Linked DNA regions of Mus musculus: regions 1, 2 and 3 are each linked to region 4. A link is a contact called in public Micro-C and promoter capture Hi-C data. All regions are on one chromosome and are shown on one strand. Each heading gives the region's core, a stretch centred on a gene start, on an enhancer-like site or on the middle of the called end of the contact. The rest is flanking DNA. Distances are from core to core; before and after follow the strand shown.

Region 1 (2,700 bases), core at 64-2,563, 2.6 Mb before region 4:
ATAGAGCAGGCTGGCTTCAAACTCAGTGAACGGCCTGCCTCTACCTCCTAAATTCGGGGATTAAAGGTGTGCTACCACCATAGCCCGTGTTGCACACGTTTGCTACGGGAAACTGAAGCATAGTCATATTGAAAGTCTAGGGGGAAAGTGGGACAAGAACCCTGGGGACTCATTCCAGGTAATGATATTGCCAGTCACACCCCACAACCCAATCTTCGCCTGGCAGCCCTTTATTCCTCTAAATGTCGTCCTGCTTCTGTTTGTGTGCCCAAATCAAGGGAAATAATTTTGATCATGAGAGGAGGTCATTCCTGGCAGGTAGTCACTGCGGCCACCTGTAGCAGGGCGGGGCGTCGAGATATGGAGGTCCCTTTAGTGTCTGTCACTCCTGCACCCAACCCCTCTTTCTGGCAGTACTCAAAGAGGTCGTCTCCTGGGCTGTCTGGACTCCATTCCTTGGGAGACGCTTGCCCTCTACAGTGTCTTCAGGGCGATGTTCTGATATGAAAGAGAGAGGGGGGGGGCGTGGCTGCCACCAACCTTAGTGGGCCTCGCTCTATTTTTTGACACTCACTGAACTCTAATGACACTCTCACTAGAAAAGCTTCAGCAGTCTCACATGGGAGACTCCTCGGGTTTGTGACACCTCGGTCTTCAAGCCCCTGTGTCCTCATCTTCACGAAACCGAATTCCCTCGAAGGTGGAACTCTTGGTCTTTCTTACCAGCCCCATCCTAGTTTCTCACGTGTCAACCATAACCCCCGCACAAGCAGTGGTGCTCACACTTGAGCCCGCCTTCTCCCAGGAGACATCCTTCTCTGACATTGATTACTGTTTCACCGTAGTCACCGCCGCCCGCGTTCACTAGTTCATTTCTGGATCACGCTGCTCCCATGCACTGCCTTCTGCTCTTAGTTCTTGATGGTCACGGACGCCTCTTGCTTTCCTCCCCGAAGACTGTCCCTTAGCTGCGCCTGACAGTTGGTCGCCACAGCTCTGCCACCGGACGAGAGCGGGATAGTTTTTCCTAGTCTCCAGACTCCAGTGATCTGTTGCACCACCATTGTCCCCGAGTCAGGTTCAAGGTTGCAGTCCGGCACTAATATAGTCACGGCAGGCAAGTCTTCGCAAGGGCAAGTGGAGAGGTCCTTTTCTGTACAGGGGTGCGTGATGATGACGTTGGTTGTGTGCTCCGTACAACGCTAAGCTTACTGCGTGGGCTCATCGCTTCCTGTCCCCCTTTGCCGTACAAACCCTGCACGTACTGCGCAGGCGTATTGGTTGCTGGTCTTGGTGGGGCACCGCCCCAAAACTTTCTGCGCACGCGCATGGGTTTTATTGTGCCTTTGCCCAAACAGCCTTAGCTAGAAAGAAGGAGCTGCCAAAAATTCTTCCTCTCCGCAGTGGCACTCCAAGACACACCGGTCTTGGAAGGAATGACGTCAGTATAGAGCCACCTGAAGGAGTCCGGATGTTTCTAAATCCGGACACTCCTGCCCCTTCAGCCTCCGTCAGCTCGTCTTAAGGGGCTGGGCCTCTGTGCTCTCCAGGCGTGTCACCTCTCTGATCGGTTGGTGATTTGGAATGGGGAGGGGAAAGACCATTCTCGAGTTTGGCAGTCAGGTTTTTGAGGGTTTTTGTTTTCCTTCTTCTGTTTCTTCTTTTTTAAATAGAGAAATGCATTCGTGTGGAGAATGGGCATATACCTGGCTCTCCCAGGAATAGGCCCTGGGGGTTGAGTTTCTAGGTCCTGCAGCGTGACACTGGAGAATGGAAGTAGAGGACAGGCTGGAGGACTGAAGCCTGGATCTACAGTGAATCAGTTAGGAGAGGGTGTTGATTGGTGTGGGGGAGTGCGACGCCTTTAATCTCAGCACTCTGGGAGACAGAGGGGAGAGGATCGATCTCTTGAATGTCAGGCCAGCCTGGTCTACGTAATGAGTTCAGGCCAGCCAGGGCTACACAGCGAGACGCTGTCTTAGAAAAGAAGCAAACAAAAAGTCTTACGTGCTCCCTGACCAATTTCTTTCCCCGCCTCTTGCTTTCCAGCAATGCCTCTGCCTCAGGGTGACGTGACTGCCTTATTCCTGGGGCCTCCCGGCTCGGGAAAGTCCGCCCTGATCGCCGCGTTATGCGGTAAGAATGTGGACACGGTAGAGATTCCCGATGGACGGCAGGACTCTGGAGTCCCCAGCCTGAGAGCTGCGGCTCCGGGCCTCTTCCTGGGTGAGCTGAGTTGCCCACCCGCAGCTCCCGGGCCCTGGGCGGCGGAGGCCAACTTGCTGGTATTGGTGCTACCAGGATCTGAGGGGAGCGAGGAGCCCTTGACCCCAGCTCTGGGAGAGGCAGCGCGAGCCGCCCTGGCTAGAGGAACCCCGCTGCTGGCTGTCCGGAATCTGCGCCCTGGAGATTCCCAGAATGCAGCTAAAGCCCGGGATGAGACTGCAGCCTTGTTGAACAGTGCTGGGTTAGGAGCTGCGCCTCTCTTTGTGCCGCCGGCGGATTGCAGCAGCAGTGACCGCTGCGAGGAGCTAGAGCGCCTGCAGGTGGTGCTGCGGACCCAGGCGGAGGCGCTGCAGAGGTGAGGGGACAGTTCGGGCTGGATGGGGTGGCCTTAGATCCAACTCAGCTACGGAGGTCTTTAAAGTTCTCGAGCCCTGTTCCTAGAGTGTTAGACGCAAGCTTTTCTTGGCTGCCCAT
Region 2 (2,703 bases), core at 51-2,550, 2.6 Mb before region 4:
TAATAATTTTAAAAAAGTCATTTAGAATGCTTGTAGATCCTAGGTGTATTTGTTTCCTTCAGCCTCGGTCCCCACAACTGTACAATGGAGACGGTCGATCTCTTTTTTTCTATGGGCTGTGGTGTGGTATGACACTGAGGTGTGTCAAATGTTTTGCACAGCTCTTGATGTCTAACAGTCGGGTTTTGCATACCAGATATTTTCCTGTTTCTGCCCAGAGAGGAAAGGGTCTGGCTGTGACCTTTAACCTCTGTGCCCCACCCCATAGTAAACTGTGTGCGCGTGGGGCACACTCTGTCTCTGGGCAGATCGCTGACTCAGCCCGGGATACCCCCTCCCCTTGTCCGGCTCCCTAAACCGGTCAGGGCCCTTCCAAAGGGCTTATTAGAGGGGAGAGGCCCCCATCTTCATTCCTATCTTCCTTTGAGGATTTCCTAGGCTTCGGCCTTAGGGAGGCTGCTGTATGCAGGTGGCTAAGAAGCCCGGCCCTCCAGGGGCACCGGAGGCTGAGTGGGAGGTCTGGGCGCTGGGCTCTCTCTGGGTGGGGCTGGAGGGGCCGGGATGGCTGGGTGCCTGGGCTGCGGGCGGGGCAGGCTGCTGGCTCCCTCCTCCCAGGAGAGCTGTCGGACCTGTTGTCCCCCCCTCCACTTCCGGGCTGCTGGGGAGGGGGACGGGGCGGCCTCTCTCTCCTCCCTCCTTCCAGCCACCTGTTTAGCCGCAGGAGCGGCAGTGCCCAGTGCAGAGCCAGAAAGAAGGTTGACGACCTACGAGGACCTCCTCCCGGGAAGGAACGGAGGCGTTGGGGCCCCAGGCATATCCGGAGAGGTAGACATTGCCAGCCCCGAGTTCTGGATCTTGGGGTGAGGAGCCTCGGACGCTGATTCCTTACAGGTGGTTCGGGACCCAACTGTGGAGCTCCAAGGAGGAGAGCCGGGCTAGTCCCGAGAGGGTAGAGGAGATGGAATCTCTTGGAGGCAATCCGGGAAACTGGAGAGGGCTGCAGAAGGGGCTCAGGGATGACACATGGAGCAAAGGGAAGGCTCAGCGTGCGACGCCCCAGCACGGGGAGCGTTAGGACCCCGGACTCAAATTCTCTTCCCACCTCTAGGTGTGTGTGTCACCTTCGGAGCCGACAGCCTCTCCCCAGTCGCGAGCGGGTCCCCAGGAAATCTACGCCCGCGGAATGTTCAGAGCTGGTCTCTGAACCTTTAGGTTCCGCCCTCTGGGCAAGCTCAACGCGCTCTAGACCACGCCCACAAACATCAGACCACGCCTCTGAAACTGACCACGCCCACACCACAGGAATCCGAAGCGGCCATGGGGACACCCAGCACCCTAGAGGAGGGCTCCTCGTCTCCAAAGGTTTCGGAATGCGCCGTCGAGGTCCAGCCTCAAGGGGCTGTGCAGCCTCAGGGGCACCCCGAGGATCCCAAAGAGCACAAGGAGCCCGAAGTCCCAGCGGAGCTTCCAAGTTGCCCCGGAGCTGGGCGGCAGGCCGAGGAAGAGGAAGAAGTGGAAGAAGGTAGCAGCACCGAGAGCTGCCGCGAAGAGGTGAGGGATCATCCCCCCGGGGGGGCTGTCCAGACGGACAGACAGACACCCAAGACGACACAGAAGAACATAAAGAGAGAGACTAGACAGAGACCCAGAGTCAAGGAGAGTACCCATAGACAGGCAGAAACACCCTGTTAGACAAAGTTGGATTTGAAGCCAGAGAGACTCGGGTAGAAACATAGAAACTAGATACGACAGAGACACAGGGAGTGAGACATAGACCTAAAAGAGAGACACAGGGAAGACACACAGACCCAGAAGAGAAACAAAAAGAAATGCCAACATAGAAGAGTCTAAGTCAGAGAGAGGGACGGGGGTGGGGGTGGGGGGAAGAAGAGCGATCCAGGGACTCTGAGAAAGAGATCCCAAGAGGTTGAGACTCAGGGACAGATGAGCTCATCGTGTACAAAGACACTTGCTGTCAAATCTGACGACCTGGGTTCGATCCCCAGAACCCTCATTGATGTAAGGCAAGAATCTTCTGATTTCCACTAGCATTCAGGTACAAAAAAGAAAGAAGGAAAGGAAGGAAGGAAGGAAGAAAAAAAAAGAAAGAATAGAGGAAGAAATGGAGGAAGAAAAAAGAAAAGGAGAGAGAAGGGAGAAAGGAAAAAGGAAAAGAAGAAAAGGAAAGGAGGGAAGAAATGAGGAAGAAAGAAAAAAGAAAGGAAGGAAGGAAGGAAGGAAAGAAAAGGAAGCAAGCTCTGCTAGTTCAGCTTCAGAGCATAGTGGCTTTGTATGATGGGTTCAGAACCTGCCGGCTTCCCCGCTTCACGGTCTTCCATTCGGACCCGAAAGGAAGTAGTTGAACTTGGCAGCTCATGACCCCCAGAGGCACTACTGGGGTGGGACCAGACCTGTTTGGTGACTTGAGGGGGGCGAGACTTGTTCTCATCACACCCTCTCTAATTTCAGCCCGAGGCTACGCCTGCCGCGCAGATTCCAGCCACACCTTCCCCATGCCTCCCTTCTGGGGAAGAGCTGCGGGGGGCAGCGCGGCGGCTGCGAGGACAGCAGCTGGAGGCACTGACTCGCGTGGCTCTGATGGAGCAGCGGGTGAAGGAGTTACAGCGCCAGAAGAAGGAACTGAGGATCGAGGTGAGGATGGGGAGATCTTGGGAAATCAACCCGTGAGGGAACCTGCGAGCC
Region 3 (2,700 bases), core at 16-2,515, 2.3 Mb before region 4:
CAGCTCCCTCTCTAGTGGGTAATGAGCCCTTAATCGCTGCCTCTAGGGGAGCTGATTACAGCAGCCTCGTTAGTGTCACCCCCCCTCCTCCCAGATCTGTCATGGCCACTTAAGTGATAATAAATCCTTCCCAAAGCAGCCCTTGGCAGGAGTCATGGATCTCATGTAGACTGCTCCTCAACACTGCCAGGGAACCAGGAGCAGAAAACCCAAGTCCCCTCCCCCCTCAGACCCAGGATTCTAGGTTCAAGTTCTCACCTGACCACTTCTGAGATCTGGGACCAGACAGTTCTTGCTGTCTGTCTTCCCCAACCCCCTCCCCCCAAAATAACAGGAAGTCTCTTGGGGAAGTCCCCACCCCAATTGAAATGCTGGTTTATCTCCCTTATAGGGCCTCACCCTCCTCATGTCCCAAAGCAAGGGGGAACCAGCCCGGGTGTTACCAAATTTTTACCTATATTTAAACTCTGAGAACACAAGATATTATTTTCTGGAGTGGGGCCTAATTCCCTCATGGGTTCACTTGCATAAGGCAGATTTGGAGAGTTTCTGTCAAGAACCGGGGGGAGGGGGATGACAGAGAGAGCTAGAGTGGTGTGACAGTCATTGGGATGGGAAGAGCAGACTCAGGTTGTTAAAAGACAGGAGGCCAAGAGGAGACTCAGTGGGATCCCCAGAGACAAGGATGCAGAGATAAATAGCCAAAGGAAGAAGCAGACACAAACTGGCTGGCCTGATAATAACAGTTGAGGAAAGGACAAAGCCTGAAATCTCAGAGCATGAGAGAGACAGCCAACAGCAAGAAATGGGCCCAGCGTGATCAAGGCACAGAGGAGCTGCAGCAGGGAGAAGCAACAGAGGCCAGAAAGCAAGGAGTGCCTGGATGGGCCCCTGACCTTGTGGGCAGGAAGGCCTTCGAGCTTCGAAAAAGAGATCAGGGTGGTGGCGCGCACCTTTAGCTTTAATCTCTCTACTCCAGAAGCAGAGACACCTGAGTTCGAATCCAGCCCGCCTTACACAACAAGTTCGAGGCCAGCCAGGGCTACATAGGGAGCCCTTGTCGCAAACTAAGAGAAAGAGAGAGTAAGGGCCAGGGCAGGAGCTGGGCAACAGCAGGGAGGGCGGCGGAGGCGGACAAAGGCGAAGGGGAGCCGGGCGGGGCCGGGTGGGGACGCGCCCGCGGGGAAAGGAGGAGCCGCGCGGGCGGCGAGAAGGGGAAGGAAGCCGAGGTGCCGGGCGGGCACGGGGCGCGGGCAGGAAGCGGGGAGGGGCGGCGGGCGGGGGCTCCGGAAAAACGCCCCGACTTCCTGCCCGCCAGAGCCAGGAAGCCGGAGTCGGGACACCGGGCCCGGGATCCCCGAGCCCGACCTCGGGCGCCTCGCCGGTCACCTCCCCGCGCGGACACCAGGTACACTGTCCCTGGCCCCGCCCGGCCTCCTCCTCCAGCCGCCGCAGGGAGGAGCAGGGAGGGGACCGGGCGCGGAGGGCCTCCCAGGGTGCGCCCAGTGAACCTGCAGCCGCCTTTCTCTGGCCTCGGTTTTCTCATCTGTCAAAGAGAGCAAAGAGAAAACCCGGCGCGTTGGCGCCCGCCTGTCATCCCAGGAGTTGGGAAGCAGAGACAGGAGGATTGCCATGAGTTCGAGGTTAGCTTGGGCGACCTAGCATGAACCTGCCTCAAAAGAAAAAAAAAAAAAAAAACAAAACAAAACAGAGAGAGAGAGAGAGAGAGAGAGAGAGCACTTGTCGAGAGCACAAGTAGGTAGAGATCCAGGCTCCCAGCGAAGAACGATAACACTCATTTATCAGCAGGGAAACTGAGGCCCAGGGAGTCGGACTGCCTTGTCGTAGGGACAGAGCATCTGGGACTTGAACTCAAAGCTGTTTCCTGTAAAGAGCTGTCCCTGCGATCATGGATGCTTGATTAGAGCTCCCTAAAATAAACAAATATCTCTGCAGTACATTTTAAAGCCGAGACTTACAGAGCGTTAAACACGTCTCAGAAAGCTTTTTTCCTTACCCTCTCTGTGGTATTAATTATACTCTGGGAGATGGCTGTAGGGGAGAGAACCGGAAACATATCCTCATTGAACAGATGGGAAGACTGAGGCCTAAAGGGAAGTCATTGCATTTTGCAGGTTAGTCTATCAGAAGAAAATATATGCTCGAGCGCATGAGTGTTTTATGCTTTTGTTTGTGTGTGTGTGTGTGTGTGTGTGTGTGTGTGTGTGTCTATCTATGTGAGGGGGTTCTGTTTTTGTTTTGTTTTTTCTTTCCAATTACAGCGGGAGGAGTTGACAGTGGTGACAGAGGGTATACAAGCATTTGGAATTTAATAGGTCCGAGTTGGGGAGGTAGAGCTCATGTGAGGTCCCGATAGGTGCTTAGGACCTGAGCGACTTGAAGTTTCTCCGAGATTGAGCCCTAACCAGGCAATGGAACCATGCACCACTCCTGCTAAGGGGGCGGGGCCCAGGAGAGTGACAGGGGCAGTCGAAATACGGAAACAAGGGTCCTCCAAGGCAGACCAGAGCGGCCCTATCGGGCCAGCGTGGCGCCGTGTATTGCGATACCCGCCGGCAGGAGGAGTGGAGTTGCCGAGGCCGGAGAGCGGTAGGAGGCGGGCTAGAGCGGCCGGAGGGAGGAGTGGAGCTGGACGCAAAGGCGGCCTCTGGCTCGGCTAGAGCGACTCTGCGGCACGGG
Region 4 (2,700 bases), core at 121-2,620:
CTGACACAGACCCTGGCAACTGAGGGAGAGCTTGATTCAGGGCCTGCGGCTGGCACGGGCTGTCCATGGCAGCAGTGTCTTCATCCCCCGGGCATGGAGGGCACGGCCCGGGCCCATGGTGCCACCCTCCTCCGCCTCCTCCTCCTCCACTTGATGCAGCCCGGGGCCGCTGGGCCTCGTGTGGGGCAGGGTGAGGCAGGGCAGGCAGCAGGGGCTCCTCTAGTGCTCTGGGGGTGCTCGCTGGTCCCCAAGTCCACAGTTGTCTCTAGGAGCTTGAGAAGGGACTGATGGGGGTGGCTGGAAAAGAGAAAAGGAAGAACTTAAAAGAAGTCAAGAGACGAGCAGGTGGGAAGGGGTGGGGATGGTACCAGCAGGAAGTAGATGACAGACTGGGCCACAACAAACACACACGCACACAGGGAGACAACATGGGGCATATAACTTGGGAATTTGAGAGGGAATGTCTGGCATAAAGAGTAATAGAGAGAAAGTGCAGAGAACGTTGCATGACGGCCCAGAGAGGAAGGTGATAGGGAGACAGATATCTGTGGACGAAAAGCGACGATGCAAGTGGAAAATACAAGGTACCTGCCTGAGGTTTCTATAGAGACTCAGAGAGATGAGGAGGGAGGAGACACAGAAAACGGGAGTGTGGAATCTAGGGTAAAGTCAGGGTTGTGGGGAACCAACGGGCAATGCCACCGCGCAACATTCGCGGGAACCTAATCGCCTGGGTGGAAGATTACGAGCCAGGGCAGGCGGGGAAAACCGGGAGTCCAGGGACAAAGAGAACAGGGAGAAAAACAAGACGGCAGGGGAGCGGGAGGGCCGGTGGGGTCGACCTGTGCCCTACGGGAGGAAGCCTACTGGGGCCCGACACACACCCAGCCGGAAGGGAGGTCCTGCCAGACGGACGGACTGACGGAAGGGAGCCCGAGAGCAGAGTCCGACCCGACTGCCTTCCTCCCAACCCCCTCCGCCAGGACCCAGGGGCCGCGGGACGCCCCGGGTGACTGAGGCGGGGCCGCCTCGGCCCGGCCCCTCCCCTTGGTGGTTATTGCGCGCTCCCGTGGCCCCCAATGGTCCGCCCCACCGCGCCGGGCGCGCGCTTCCTTCCCCACCCCCAACGCCCTAGCGTGGGGTCGCTGCCGCCCGCGCGCGCTCCCGCCTCCAGCCCCGTCGCCCGCGCCCGGCCACCGGGCCTCAGACTCCTTCTCCTCCCCGGGTCTTTCCCTTCGCGCGACCTCCTCACCGAGCTTTTTCCTCCGGCCTCGGCGCCGCCGTTTGTGCCAGCCGCCCTGCGCTTCGCAGCGCGCCATACCCCGCCCCCCACCGCCCGCGACGCCCCGCCCCCGCCTCGCCCGCTGGGCACGTGACAGCGGCCCGGCCGAGGAGACTGCGCGTGCGCGAACCGCACGTTGACAGGAGGCTTAGAACGCACTGCCCAAGAAGTGAGCTGGTCCGGGACGCGAGGCTTATTTGCATTATGTGCTCCTCCCCTTCCACGCGAAAGCAGACACGCAGGTTCAGTAAAAGGCGTTCTGTGAGTTCTCAAGACGGCCCCTTGGAGAGGGGTACAAAAGAGCAGTTTCACACAGAAAGGCCCACCCCTCGGAGCCAAAAGTGTCAGTGAACTTGTCAGCTGGGTTCTTGGCATTTGCTATGCAAATGTCTCATTTACATGGGCCGCTCCTGCACACAGCCCAAGAGTATATTGAGAAATGACTGCGCAGTTAGTTGGAAAGTGTATGTAAATTCCTACGTCAGTAATTTACATAAGCACTTAAAAAAAAATAACGGTGAGTACGGGACGTCCTTAGAGAAGCGAAACCGGGTAGAACAAATGAGCAAATGTGTACTATTTGCATGACCCGCTCCTCGCTGCTCCCTCAGGGCAACTGTGGGAGTCAGATTAAAGCAACCTGGGACAGACTCACAAAGAAGACATTTGCAAAACCCAGCTCCTCTGTAGCCCAAGCGGATTTTTTGTTTCTGTAGTGCTGGAGACTGAATCCAGAGCTTCACATGTGCGATGCAAGCGCTCTACCACTAAGCTACTCTTAATATTTATACCACCATTCCGGGGAGGGCTGTGTGGATAGGGTTATTTGAATGCCCGACCCTTTCCACCAACTCCAGGGCCTAACAAATGGGCAATAAGTGGGCTTGGATACTTGCTGACATTTTGTGAGAGCAGCTGAAGCTGTCCTGAGGGGGGCTGCACCTGTCTCCAGAAGGCTATGGCTATAAAGACATCAGGGTACATTAAGTATGACCAGGAGTCCGGGTTGCACAAGAACCACAGTGGCACATGGCGAAGAATGTTCGTGTTCGCAGGCACACAGACACACACAAAGAAACAAATCTCCATCAGTGCACACACAAACCTCAGGAGCACGTGTTTTTAGGAACACAGTGAGCCACCGTCCTAGTTTGCAGACATGAGGTGGTGTACACTAAGTCAAACCAGGCACAGACTCAAGACCCCCCCTTAGATTCCCAAGTCCTCGGTCTTGATGTTGCACACAACAGCAGCCTCACCAACACAGTCACCAGGCCAGAGACTACTCACATGCCACAGTGTCATACTGCCCCATACATGTCACACACAGGGATGTCATCGCTGCACACACCACCTTTGATGGATCGTGTACTGCCACTACCATGAAGCATGTACACAACCTGGGATGGGTACATTGT

What was found. Promoter capture Hi-C pulls out the DNA fragments that hold promoters and counts their contacts. Hi-C and Micro-C count contacts between places; a contact is called where the count stands out from the background.
Region 1: a contact with region 4 is called in a Micro-C map of embryonic stem cells, with 6 times the contacts expected there. The contact joins the promoter of Irgq here to the promoter of Egln2 in region 4. A contact is called at or near these places in 3 of 39 promoter capture datasets (cranial neural crest, hippocampal neurons and pre-B cells), 1 of 484 Hi-C or Micro-C datasets (embryonic stem cells) and 1 of 9 other capture datasets (liver).
Region 2: a contact with region 4 is called in a promoter capture Hi-C map of pre-B cells, with 4 times the contacts expected there. The contact joins the promoter of Phldb3 here to the promoter of Egln2 in region 4. A contact is called at or near these places in 4 of 39 promoter capture datasets (cranial neural crest, liver, pre-B cells and 1 more) and 1 of 115 datasets of contacts at active chromatin or transcription factors (astrocytes).
Region 3: a contact with region 4 is called in a promoter capture Hi-C map of liver, with 2.1 times the contacts expected there. The contact joins the promoter of Arhgef1 here to the promoter of Egln2 in region 4. A contact is called at or near these places in 3 of 39 promoter capture datasets (cranial neural crest, liver and pre-B cells) and 1 of 9 other capture datasets (adipose tissue).

What each region holds. Positions count from the first base shown.
Region 1 is chr7:24,529,335-24,532,034 of GRCm38.p6, forward strand. Irgq (immunity-related GTPase family, Q) reads left to right here and starts at 1,314. Exons shown (of 3, transcript NM_153134.3): 1 at 1,314-1,570; 2 at 2,050-2,581. The coding sequence starts at 2,052.
Region 2 is chr7:24,610,028-24,612,730 of GRCm38.p6, forward strand. It overlaps Phldb3 (pleckstrin homology like domain, family B, member 3), which reads left to right and starts at 1,301. Exons shown (of 15, transcript NM_001102613.1): 1 at 1,301-1,551; 2 at 2,470-2,652. The coding sequence starts at 1,318.
Region 3 is chr7:24,901,721-24,904,420 of GRCm38.p6, forward strand. It overlaps Arhgef1 (Rho guanine nucleotide exchange factor (GEF) 1), which reads left to right and starts at 1,266. Exons shown (of 30, transcript NM_001130151.1): 1 at 1,266-1,408. It overlaps Cd79a (CD79A antigen (immunoglobulin-associated alpha)), which reads left to right. Exons shown (of 5, transcript NM_007655.4): 5 at 1-138.
Region 4 is chr7:27,165,432-27,168,131 of GRCm38.p6, forward strand. Egln2 (egl-9 family hypoxia-inducible factor 2) reads right to left here and starts at 1,371. Exons shown (of 6, transcript NM_053208.4): 1 at 1,253-1,371; 2 at 1-297. The coding sequence starts at 67.